Linked DNA regions of Callithrix jacchus: region 2 is linked to region 1. The links are chromatin contacts, called in public Hi-C maps. All regions are on one chromosome and are shown on one strand. Each heading gives the region's core, a stretch centred on a gene start, on an enhancer-like site or on the middle of the called end of the contact. The rest is flanking DNA. Distances are from core to core; before and after follow the strand shown. Region 1 holds the start of RAD18 (RAD18 E3 ubiquitin protein ligase). Region 2 has its middle 43 kb from the start of SRGAP3.

Region 1 (6,576 bases), core at 1,885-4,384:
TTTCCCTAATTAGGGTTGTCAGATTTGGCAAATAAAAATACAGGACACCCAGTTAAATATTAGAATTTCAAGTAAACAACCAATAATTGGTTAATATAAGTATGCTGTGTGCAATTTTTGGGACAGATTTACACTAAATGTTGTTTGCTTTTTTCTGAAATTCACATTCACTGAGCAACTTGTGTTTTATCTGGCCACCCTATTCTGGATCTTCACTGTGTGCTGTGTGCCACAGAAGGTTCCACTGAACACTAGCCTGCTTTTATTTTACATGGAACATTTTGTTTTTAGTCCTGAATAAGGAATATCTTTATTGATCGAACAGAAGGAGAAAGTCCATACAAACAGCAGCTTGTTAAGAGAAGAATGGCTCCCAGGGTTGGATAAACACCCAAGACAAATGCCTTTTCCTGAGCTGAATGTGAGCTTGTGTTCTTGAACTTTCCTTCCGGTGAGCTTGATGGGATCTATCTCCCTGGGTGCTGCTGAAGATGGCAGGAAGAGAAATGTTCAGCCTGGGAGGAAAAGATTTATGGGAATGTGGGCTGAGTCACTGATTCATCCATTCATTCAGCCTCACCCAGCAGCTATTGGCAGACACTCAGAGATGAATGGCACCGGGTCCTGTCCTGGAGGCTCTCCATAGATAGGGAGATAAATTTTGGCTCCAGGACCAAGGCAAGTACTGCCTCCTTCCAAATCTGTCTCCACGGTTGAATGCAAAGAGTACATTTCTGTCCCGGTCTTTTCTCTCTCTGCCTTTCTCCTTCCCCATTCTTTTTTTTTTTTTTCCTCATCTCCTCTCTCTTCCTCTCTCACCTTCCCAGCCATTTGTCACCTTAAACCTTATTATTGGGCCGGGCACGGTGGCTCAGGCCTTGTAATCCCAGCACTTTAAGAGGCCGTGGCGGGCGGATCATGAGGTCAGAAGATCGAGACCATCCTGGCCAACATGGTGAAACCCCATCTCTACTAAAAATACAAAAAAATTAACTGGGTATGGTGGCGCACGCCTGTCCCAGCTACTCGGGAGGCTGAGGCAGGAGGATGGCTTGAACCTAGGAGGCGGAGATTGCAGTGAGCCGAGATTGTGCCCTGCACTACAGCCTGGGCGACAGTTTGAGATTCCGTCTCAAAAAAAAAAAAAAAAGAAAGAAAGAAAAAGAAAAAAAGGAAAAGAAAAACCTAATTACCTTGTCCGACTAGTATTGTGAAAAAACAATTACTGGTTCACTCAGTCCACGGACCTGGTCTTAGATGCTTTTCCCTTATCTCTCCAAGACCCTACTGCCCCTGCATCCAGAACTATCCAACCTCTTCCAGCTCAGCCTGGCATGCATTTGAATGCCGTTCTATGATTGCCTGATACAAAGCATAAGGGTGGGGGTTGGCACCATAAACCTCCATTCCTCATCTTCCTTTTGGGAGTCCCACTAGGTCCAACAACCTGAGATTCTCAGACCTGGCTCTGCCCCTTGACTTGGTTTACTTAACTGTTTCTCAAAAAATTATCAGTGGGTGATTTCTTCTGGTTTTAGGTTAAAAGACCTAGGTTCCATCCTGGATAATGCCACTGACAAACTGTGGTTTATATGAATTCCTTTACCTCTCTAAGACTTAGTTCTCATGATGAAGGCCTTATGAGAATATTCTGTTGTGGTCAATATGGACTCTCAAGCCAGACTGAGTTCAAATCTTTCATCTTCCACTACCAGCAGGGTGCCTTGTGAATAAGTCAAATAAGTGCATATGTGTAAAAAACTTAGAATGGTGTTTTGCATACACGTGCCTAATAAATGCCAGCTACTACTGTAATGGATACTAAAGTCCTTTCTCTTTTTTTTGAGACGGAGTTTCGCTCTTCTTACCCAGGCTGGAGTGCAATGGCGCGATCTTGGCTCACTGCAGCCTCCGCCTCCTGGGTTCAGGCAATTCTCCTGCCTCAGCCTCCTGAGTAGCTGGGATTACAGGCACGCGCCACCATGCCCAGCTGATTTTTTGTATTTTTAGTAGAGACGGGGTTTCACCATGTTGACCAGGATGGTCTTGATCTCTTGACCTTGTGATCCACCCGCCTCAGCCTCCAAAGTCTAAAGTCCTTTCTCTAAATGCTATTAGTATTAATATTACTGCCCAGTAAGTATTTGGGTGCAAGCTGGGAAAAATCAATTGAATACAGCTTTGGCTAAGAGACTAGAGGGTTCTTATGAAGAGAACTCAGAGGAGTGAAGTCTTAAGCTTTCTGAGCCTCAGTGTCCTCATTTGTAAGATGGCCATAACAGTCTAATCTCTGCCTGCTTCCCAAGAAAGCTCAAGTGCCTGGCCCGTTGTAAGCATTCAGAAAATATTTGTGAAATGAATCAGTGCATGGACCACGTGGGGCGTGTTCTTCATCTTAAGCCTCAATGGGCTCCAAAATGTCCCTTCCTAGATTCTACAAAAAGAGTGTTTCCAACCTACTGAATCAAAACAGAGGTTTCAACTGTGTGAGAATCCACACATTGCAAGGCATTTTCAGATAGCTGGTTTCTAGTTTTTATTGTGGGATATTCGGATTTTGCCATGAGCCTATATGGATTCCGAAATGTCCCTTCCCAGATTCTTGCTAACTTGGTGGGAATATCAAGGGCAAGGATTCAAGGGTGGGGATATTGCTAACTTGATTTAGCAGAGTTCTTTGCTAAAACTGGATTTTATCACGAAGTACACAGATTGGCCTAGGAGAAGGTTCAGGAGCCTGACTAAAGTTTGGTCAAGCCAAGAATCTTTGCCAATTTGCATAGGAAATATCTGGAAGGCTATATGCCGAAGTTAATAGTGCTTCTCTCTGAAGAAAAACTGTACATTAAAATTTTAATATGATTAAAAGGAAGAGCTCCTATTTAAACTCCAGAGGTCCTGTTTCGAATCTGACTCGAAACTCTATTCAGCTTTTCCGGAGTAGTTTCCGCTTGTGTAAACTGACAATGATAACACCTACCTCCCAGTGTTGTAATATGGGAGAGATATTACACAGTAGCGGACATAGCCTAGCGCAGGCGCAGTACAAGCACCATCAGCAGCGCCCCGCCCACATCCTACTACAATTTCCGGCAGGCTCCGCGCCCGCCTCTGGCGCGTCGCGGGTTGTGACGTAATGCGATAGCGCGGGGAATTTCGAGTGGTATTGGAGCGCCGGAGGCTAGTTGAGTGGTAGACCCCAGCATCTTCAGGAGCGACCATGGACTCCCTAACCGAGCCTCGGTGGCCGCCGGGCCTGGCAGTTATGAAGGTGAGTGCTTCGGGGAGGTTGGGGGCTCCCGGGTGCCTGCGGGGGGCGGTCCCTCCCTTTGAGGAGGATGTCCTCGCCTTGAGGAGAAAAAATGAGGCGCGAGAGTCGCACTGGGCCATAGTACCCGGCTCTGCTCTGTCACTAGCCGACCGCGTGGCTCTGGGTCTCAGTTTACTCCTTTGATAAGTGACAAGGACAAGCTTGGTGAGCTGAGGTTGACAGTCTAATGGAACCAGATATTCTGCGATCCAATCCGAACAGTAACATGGAGAAAAACAGCTGTTCTAAACAATGACATTGTCAGCTAACCTTCACTGAAAGCTTACTTTGTGTCAAGCACTAAACAGTGACACCGGACATGATTTTGGGTGGACACTTTATCAAGTAACATGTATGTAATCACGTAGCCAAGCAGGTAGTCTCCTTTACAGGCTCTTCTGATTATTCTCAATAAACCTACTGCTGGTTTGTACCGACATACTGCCCCAGCTCCTCCCTCACACGTCCTATCTCTTCTGTAACAATTGCTCATCTCTCTGTCTTTTAAACAAAGATCAAGATTCAGCAGTCATCTTTCATTGCATCGAATTATTTCAGTTAAATAACACTTATTTTTGTAGCCACTTTCTGTTTTGGCAAGGCAACAGTTTCCATTTACGTAGTGGTGGTCCCTGGATTTGCTCAAGAGCAGATGCACATTCCCGTGCTGGCTAAAAGTCAGTTGTTTGGTGTTTCTTTTTGCTCTGTGATTATTTTTGTTTCTGACAGTGGCTAAGATAGCCTTTTTCTCTTCCTCAGTTTTGTAGTCTTGGGGATTATAGTATCTGTCCCACTGGCTCATAAAGTTGACTTTAGAATTAAGTGAAGGCTAAAATAAGTATAAGGCCTTGTTCTTCCTGCTGTCATCCGTGATATTTAGAGGTCTTGGGGACTTGAGATATCTGCATGACGAGAAGCTGACATTGTGAAAGGATCCAGGAAAGCGGTGGTTTCGAAGTTGTGATGGGCTTGGCACCAAGATGCCGTGGAAAAGAGCACAGATTTGAATTCTAGTGGTCCTGGGTGAAATCTGATCTCTGCCTCTTAGCTGTGTGACCTTCAGTTAGTAACATAACCTCTCTGAGCCTGAATTTCTTCAACTATAAATTAGAGACAAAAATAAACAGTTCATAGGGTTGATTAAATAAATGAGTTCATGTGTGTGGGTGCAGATTCTGCAGGCTTATTCATTGTGCTTGATGCGGTGCCTGACAGAAAGTGAGTGCTCAAGTATTATTTGCTGCTTGATTGAAAGTATCTGGAATGTAGTAAGCATTCAATGAATATATTTTATTACTATTATTAGCACTGTGCTAAGTGCTTCTCTCCCCTTTTAATTTGTTGTCATGAAGCTTGATTTGGATAAGGAAAGTAAAAGAACTCTGTAACCTGTAAAGCTCCTGCTTTGTAGATTTAAGCATATTTTACATATTCCCACAATTTCAGTGTTCTTTAGAGGCAGGTTCCATGTCTTCTCTGACTTTGGTATCTCACCACGGCACTGAATATAGAGTTTGATACCACAGAGTGTTCAGTGATTGTTCAACCAGAGAGTTGATTGAGCCCATATTTTTTGCTCACATTAGAATCATAGAATCTTAAGGTTTGGAAACCAGCCTCCTTCATTATTTTAAACTCTTTTATAACATATCTGCCAATTTCTCACCTAATTTTTGCTTGAACTCTTCCAGGGACAAAGAACTATCAGATCCCAGAAGTGGATCTGACTAAAGTTACTTCTAATAGAAGTCTGACTCAGAATGCATGGTTCCTGACTTAGGATCCGTAGAAAGACTTCGGAGTCTCAAGTTATTTGTAGAATTTTCGTATATATGTTTTTCTGAGAATAGAGTCCATAGTTTTCATCTAATTTTCAAAGGGATCTGTAACCCCAAAAACTTGGGTATTTTTGTAAGTATTATGTTTTTCTACCCATTTTCTACTCCCTTTCACTTTCTCTCTCTCTAAACTAAAGACATTTTGGGGTGTCTGCTGACCACTCTCTATTCAGGCATCGTTTTTTGTTTGGTTGGTTGAGGCACATGTGATACGCATATTACAGTCTTGGAGAGACATGACCAGAAATTTGAACCCGAAATAGCTCATCTTATGGAGTGTCAACTTCCACAAATTGTGCTCTGCAGATCTTTCTGAATCATTACTCCACCGAAGAGAATGGCATAGATAAGAAAGAGTGGTATGACAGACTGGTTCCGGCTTCTGGGCCTGCCTCTGATCTTAATTGATCTTTAACATTAACCCTCTAGATTTTTGTGTCTGTGACAGCTTACCATCCACAATAATGGAAGATTTTGGCATTTTATTATTTCCCTGGTTTTATTTTAGCAAAATTGGACTCTTTTTGGCATATTGTAAATGTAATAGGTGTACACAGTAGAAAAAAATTAAAATTCAGAGTAAGATAAAGGTGAAAAAGAAAATCATCTGTAATCCTACCACCCAGAGAACCAGTGTTTAACATTTTACCTTATTTTCCTTCAGTTTTTACGCATTTAAAATTTGGGATCATTGTGGAGTCAACTTCTTGGGTTTGATTCAGCCAACCTAGGAACTCTGAAGGCTTTGTTTTTAAAATTGGGGTACTGATGCTGTGGACTTTATAAGATTGCCATGAAGATTAAACTACAGAGTTGCCATTATTATGTATTATTGGCATATATTTATTTTCTGATTTTTATTTTCCTATGGCATTAAATATTCTTTGAAAGCATGTTTTTTAATGGTTGCATAATATTTCATCATATGGACTGTTGGCAACATTAGTCTTTTTTTTGTATAAATTTTAAAAATTCAGATAATAGGTTCACTTGGTTCAGGATACACATGAAGTGAAAAGTAAAAGTTTCCTTCTTACCGTGTTCCTGGCCCTGATCATTTTTATTATTATCTTCTCATAATTTGTTTGTATTTCTGATGAAAATAGATACTTTTTTTTTTTTTGAGATAGGGTCTCACCGTCACCCAGGCTGCTTGCTGCCTTGAACTCCTGGCCTAAAGTGATCCTTCCGCCTTAGCCTCCTGAGTAGCTGGAACTACAGGCATGTGCCATCATGCCCAACTAATTTTTACTTTTTTTTATAGACATGGATTTTTGCTATTTTGCTCAGGCTGGTCTTGAATTCCTGAATTTAAGCAATTCTCCTGCCGTGGTCTCCCAAAGTGCTAGGATTACAGGCAAGAGCCACCAAGCTAGGCTTATTAGAATACATTCTTTTTTTTTTTTTGAGAGAAGGAAAGAAAAAAAA
Region 2 (6,576 bases), core at 1,162-3,661, 330 kb before region 1:
AGGTATTTTAAGTATTGTCTTCGTTGCCATTCTTCGGTGTCATTTTACCTATCAGAATTCTGAGGTTCAGAGAACTGAAGCCCCTTGCCCAGAGTGCAAGCTAAATATGGGCAGAGCCTCCCGCTGGGACCCGGGAGACTGTTCCTAATGGCTGTTCCGAGACATTCTCGGAGTTGTTCGCCAGATGGCGCTCTTCCCCCAGGATAGGATCTGACCAAGCCCCACCCCGCTGCAGACGCTAGTCCTTCCTCACTAGGGGAACTTGGCGTTCTACAGCCAGCAGGGGTTTTGAGCGTGTCTACAGTCTCATTTTAGAGGGAGAGAAATAAAGCTCAGCGAAAGTATGTCCCTGGGCTCAGAGCCACCCACAGGCACCAGGTGGTGCTGGGGCGGAGTCCCAGTTTATCCAGTGACGAATCCCATTTGCTTCTTACCTCCCTGCGGCATCCTGGCCTAGCTTCCCACGCCCACCGGGGCCCCTTCCTTGCAGACACTATCTCACGCCTGAGCGCAGCTGGGCAGAGTGAAGCGCTTCCCTGCCTGGCTGTTGCAAAGCTCCACGATAGTGGAGCGAGTGTTTGGGAGCAGGGCAAGGGTGTAGGCAGGCTGGGGAGGAGTGAGGGGGATACCCAGCGACGCACCCTCCCGTTTCTCATTCTTCTCTAGTTGCATTCAGAAGCAGTGTGTGCACTCCTAAGGCCAGGGCCCCTGGAGTCAAACCGCCTTCACCCAAACCCTTGGCCTACTCTAATCCAGCAGCGTGCCTTGGGCAATTAGTGAGCTTGTGCGACGAGTTTTCCTATCTATAATATGGGAAAAGTAATACTTATCTCATTGGGTCCCTGAGGTGACTGAGTAAACGCACATAAAGTGCTGAGGATGGTTGTAAGCACATGATAAGCACAATAAAAATGTTAGCTCTCAGCAAGATGACTCACTAGCACCCTACCTGGATAGAGGAGTTTAGGTGAGAATTTCAGGATGATTCATCATACTCCTAGCCTATCACTCACCCCACAACCTCCTTTCAGAGTAATAACTGCCGTTTATTTGCAATTATGCCAGGCAGTATGCAAAACCTGTGATTTCATGATCTCAATTAATCCACAGGTCAGCCCTGTGAAGTAGGTACTATTACTGTTCCTCTCTCATTGTCGAGGCTTACACAAGATTAAGTCATTTATCCCGGGTCACACAGGTAATGACAGAAGCGGGTCCCACGCTCATTCCTGTCTGGTGCCAAAGATGAAGCTTTTTACTACTACTCAATCTTCTACCTCTTCTTGAAGCCAGTTAAAAACAACAAACACAGCCCCCTCAGCAAACACAGGCTCCCACAGCAGTCACAGGCATCAACTGTGCTCACTGTAATTCTACAGGACCCATCCCTCACAGAAGCCAAGGTCTGTAGAGTGAGATTTCTTTCTGCTCTTACGTGGTACAAAAGAGCGCATTTTACAGATGTCTCCCTGCTTCCCTGCTGCATGCTTTGACTGACACAGAGGCCTCTAGAGATTAAAGCTAAGTTAGCCATGGAGCCTTCAAGGACCACCTTCCCTGCCTCCTGTTTCTTCTGAACCCCAAAGCCACCTATCTGGGCAGGCAGGGACAATGCATCTCAGGCATGTGCGGTCACTTAACTTCTGCCATCCCGGATGTAATGCAAGGGCTCAGTGACTCATGCTAGGCTACCTGGGATGTCTCCTCTCTTGGCATGTGAAAGAGTCTATGCAGCATTGACATCTTTTAGCCATGAATGAAACAATAGGAACCAACCTACAAATGCAGAATTCTAGAAAGTCAGGGCCAGAAGAGACTGTAGGAAGTAAAAAATGGAACTTCACCAAGGGAAGATGAGGATCACATTGAGAGGAAGGAAGGTAACCAGATTTAAGCCCGTATTTACCTTCCATACCTTCCTGGTAGCCTCTGTTCCTAGAGGTGCTGAGCTGGGAGGGGTGGGAGTGGGCAGCCAGGCTGCTAAGCTTGTGCGTTCATCCAACTGTCTGTTTTTTCCCCTCCCCAGCATGTGATGATCCTCTAAAACAAGACTTCTCAACCTCAGCACAGCCTGGCTTAGGGTTGGACTATTTAGGGTTGGACCATTCCTTGTCGTGGCAGCGGTCCCGTGCATTGTCTGATGTTGAGCATCAGACATTTGTTCACTACCCACTACCCACTAGTTTCCAGTAACACTTCCATCTCCCCTCTGTTGCATGATAACAAAAAATGTCTTCAAATGTCACCAGTTATCTCCTAGGGGTCAAAATTTCTCCCCTCTCTCCCTCCTGTTGAGAACCACTACTCTTAAAGCAGACTCCTTTCTCCTTCCATTCCTGGAACATGTCTTGAGAGCTTGGTATATGCCATGCTTTGCTGGCTAATAAATCAAGCCCTGGCTCTGTCCTTAAACAATTCAGAGTCTAGCTGAGGAGACAAGGCCCACCCATACAGGTGGCAAAGATGGGAAGCCTCTCTACAGACAAGAGCGAGGTGCTCAAAGGAGCACAGGGGTGGATGCCTCACCGTCTGGGGAGATGTGAGAGAGCTTCATAGAAAGACACATGGCAATTTCTCAGGCAGGCAAGATGGGTAAAGGACATTCCAGGCAGAAGAAATGGGAAGTACAAAGGTAAAGAGTTGTGAAGTGTGATGTTTTGGGGAAAAATATTTTAATATGATTGTTCTCCAGAGTGCACATGAGGAGATGTTAAGGAAGAGGCTATAGAGTCAGGCAGAGCAAGGTGATGATGGTGGTGATAGTGGTGGTGATGATAGTAGTGGAAGTGATGATGGTAGTAGTGGTGGTGATGACAATGATGGTGGTGGGGGTGATGATGATGGTGGTGGTAATGGTGGTGGTGGTAGTGGTGATGGTGGGGATGGTGATAGTGATGACAATGATGATGATGGTGCTGGTGATGATGATGGTGGAGGTGGTGATGGTGGCTGTATGGTGGTGGTGGGGATAGTGGTAGTGATGACAATGATGATGATGGTGGTGGTGGTGCTGATGGTGGCTAACACATATTGAGCACTTAGTTCCAAGTGTCTCTCATATATTGTCTTTTAATTTTCATAGCAGTCCTTTGAGGAGGGTGCTATTATTACCTCAGTTTGCATATGGGAAAGATGTTGCATAGAGAGATGAAGTAACATGTTGAAGTCACATAGCTTGTGAAGGTTCCTTGTGAGTTCTAAGAAATTTGGCTATGAGGAGCCAAGGGTGTTTGTTTGTTTGTTTCTTTATGAGACAGAGTCTCACTCTGTCACCCAGGCTAGGGTGCTGTGGCGTGATGTTGGCTCACTGCAACCTCTGCCTCCCAGTTTCAATCTCCTGCCTCAGCCTCCTGAGTAGCAGGGATTGCAGGTGTGTGCCACCACGCCCAGCTAATTTTTGTATTTTTAGTAGAGATGGGGTTTCACTATGTTGACCAGGCTGGTCTCAAACTCCTGAGCTCAGGTAATTCTCCTGCCTTGGCCTCCCAAAGTGCTGGGATTATAGGCATGAGCCAACTCTTCTGGCTAAACCGAGGGTTTTAAATAGAGCAGTGAGTGACATGACCAGTGTTTCAGTTATTTTTAGCTGTATAATAAACCACCAAAAATGTCCTTGCCTATCCAGCAGCGTTTTATGATAGCTCACGATTCTGCGGGTTGGCTGGGGCTCAGCTGGGTTGTTCTTCCGCTGGTCTGGCTATTGCCGTGGCAGTAACATGGTGGCTGGGGATGCACGTTGGGCTGAATGTTTACTATCTTGATGTTTCTTTTTTCTTTTTGAGATGGAGTCTCACTCTGTTGCCAAGGCTGGAATGCAGTGGCACAATCTTGGTTCACTGCAACCTCTACCCCCCTGGTTCAAGTGATTCTCCCACCTCAGCCCCCTGAGTAGCTGGGATTACAGGTCCCAGCTAATTTTTCTATTTTAGTTTCACCATGTTGGCCAGGATGGTCTCTAACTCTTGGCCTCAAGTCATCTGCCCACCTTGGCCTCCCAAAGTGCTGAGATTACAGGTGTGAGCCACCCCACCCAGCCTTGGTGTTTCTTCATGTGGCTCCTATTTCTTTGAATCCTTCTAGGTCTTTCCCCGTGGCTACTCTTTCCAGCAGAGTATCCTGTTCTTGGTGGCTCAAGCTGCTAGGCCTCCTTAGTGCCTGGAACTGGAAGTCCCAGGACATCATTTCTTCTGCATTGTGTTGGTCAAAGGGTCACAGGCATAGCTTAGATTTATGGGGAGAGGGCATAGGATCCATTTCTAGTGGAAGGAGGGCCATGTGCGTACACGGAGGGGTGGAATTGTTTGGCCATCTAGCTATCACAGCCAGATTTTTATACTAGGAAGAATGTTCTGGTGACATTGTGTAGAGTGTTTTGAAGAGGGCAAGACTAAAGACATGATGATTAATTATAAAGTCATGGATAATTGTAGTTGAATTAGTCAGCTAGCTTCTCTTTTTCCTTCTGTTACGGAAAGACCAGAGTAATTATGCTTTAATAATAATAATAAAACAAGAATCATACTAACCTACATTTCTTGAGCACATAGTATGTGCCAAGCACTGTGGTAGATTCATTTCTCCACAATTTAATACAATTATCTCATGAGGTGTGTCTATTCCTATTTTATCTTTCAGAAAACTGAGGTCAAGTTTATTAGTATGCGAAGGCTGCCATAATTGTAAGTACTATTGACTAGGTGGCTTAAGCAACAGACATTAATTTTCTTACAATTCTGGATGCTAAAATTCAAAGATGAAGGTGTCAGAAGGGTTGGTGTCTTCTGAGGCTTCTCTCCTTGGTGTGTAGGTGACCTTCTTATTCCTTGGTCTTCACATGGCCTTCCTTCTATGCACATCTATGTCCTAATTTTTTCTCTCTCTCTCTCTTTTTTTTTTTTGAGATGGAGTCTCACTCTGTTGCCCAGGCTGGAGTGTAGTGGCACAATCCTTACTCACTGCACCCTCTACCTTCTGGGTTCTAGCAATTCTTGTGCCTCAGACTCCCGAATAGCTGGGATTAGGCACTCATCACAATGCCAGGATAATTTTTGTATTTTTAGTAAAGACAGGTTTCTCCATGTTGGCCAAGTTGGTCTTGAACTCCTGACCTCAAGTGATCCACCTGCCTCCGTCTCCCAAAGTACTGGGATTACATGCGTGAGCCACCACCCCTGGCCCTAATTTTCTCTCTCTCTCTCTTTTTTTTTTTTTTTTTGAGACAAAGTCTCCCTCTGTCGCCAGGCTGGAGTGCAGTGAGCCGAGATCATGGCACAAGATCTTGACTCACTGCAACCTCTACCTCCCGGGTTCAAGTGATTCTCATGTCTCAGCCTCCCGAGTAGCTGGGACTACAGGCCATGCCACCATGTCCAGCTAATTTTTCTATTCTTAGTAGAGATGGGGTTTCATCATGTTGGCCAGGGTGGTCTCGATCTCTTGACCTCATGATCCTCCCACTTTGGCCTCCCAAAGCGCTGAGATTACAGGCGTGAGCCACAGAGAAAAGAAGAGCAATTTTCTCTTTTTTTAAGGACACAAGTCATGTTGGAATTAAGGTCCACCTTAATGACCTTATTTTACCTTAATTATCTTGTTAAAGACCCTGTCTCCAAATTTAGTCACATTCTGAGGTACTAGGTATTAGGATTTCAACATACGCATTTTGGAGACACACGATTCAGCCTATAATATTATGTGATTCGTTTATGCTCGTGTAGTTAATAGGTGGGAAGTCAGACTTTAATCCAAATTTGCCTGACTTCAAGCTCCTGCTATTAAGTACCGTGTGTATTATTCCTCCCTACAAGTGTCTTTAGTTTTTGCCCAAGCAGGAAAATAGCAAGGTGGAGGAGGACACTGGCCTGCATAGCTTTGTCTTTAGGACATAGCTATTTCTAACTTGAGGAACAGGGGTTGGATTCCAGTTATGTGTTCTGTGTCTGTTAACCTGTAACTCAATCATAATGATCTTTTTGGAAGGACATTGAAAGGTAGCAGGGATTTGCTTGAGCCCAGGAGTTCAAGACCAGCCTGGGCAACACAGAGAGACCCTGTTTCTACAAAAAATAAAGAAATTAGCTGGGTGCGGTGGTGCACCTTGTAGTCCCAGCTGCTTGGGAGGCTGAGGTAGGAGGATTGCTTGAACCTGAGAGGTTGAGACCACAGTGAGGTGTGATTGCATCACTGCACCCTAGCCTGGGTGGCAGAGCAAGACCCTGTCTCAAAACAAACAAACAAACAGACAACAACAACAGCAAAACCCCCACAAAAAACAAAACACTAAAGGTGGCAGGGGCGGTATATCCTGATGGAACTATAATAGGGGATGATAATAATAATCACTAATACTTCAGGGATGTGTACTGTGTGCTAGGCACAACGCTTAGTGCTTTACACATGTTATTCTCACAATAATTCTATTTGGTAGGTATTATTATGTTTCCTGTTTTACATATGGGGAAACTGAGGCAGGATGGTGAGTTAACCTGCCCAAATTCACTCTGCTGATAAGAAGTGGCAAAGCCAAGCTGAGCACCCAGGCGAACTGAATCCGGAACCTGTACTCTTAACTATTAT

Evidence for each region. A called contact is a pair of places that touch in the nucleus more often than the background predicts.
Region 2: a Hi-C map of skeletal muscle shows a contact between it and region 1, with 6 times the contacts expected there. The contact joins the enhancer-like site here to the promoter of RAD18 in region 1. A contact is called at or near these places in 3 of 3 Hi-C or Micro-C datasets (induced pluripotent stem cells and skeletal muscle).

Annotation. Positions count from the first base shown.
Region 1 is chr15:66,167,249-66,173,824 of calJac240_pri, reverse strand. It overlaps RAD18 (RAD18 E3 ubiquitin protein ligase), which reads left to right and starts at 3,134. Exons shown (of 13, transcript XM_017965050.4): 1 at 3,134-3,271. The coding sequence starts at 3,221.
Region 2 is chr15:66,495,921-66,502,496 of calJac240_pri, reverse strand. No RefSeq gene overlaps it. Among named protein-coding and RNA genes, the nearest start is that of SRGAP3, 43 kb to the right of the region's middle. Within about 2 kb of position 2,411, at least 4 of the 16 cell types and tissues checked have an H3K27ac peak or open chromatin away from gene starts, as enhancers often do. A contact at or near this core is called in skeletal muscle, where this site is marked.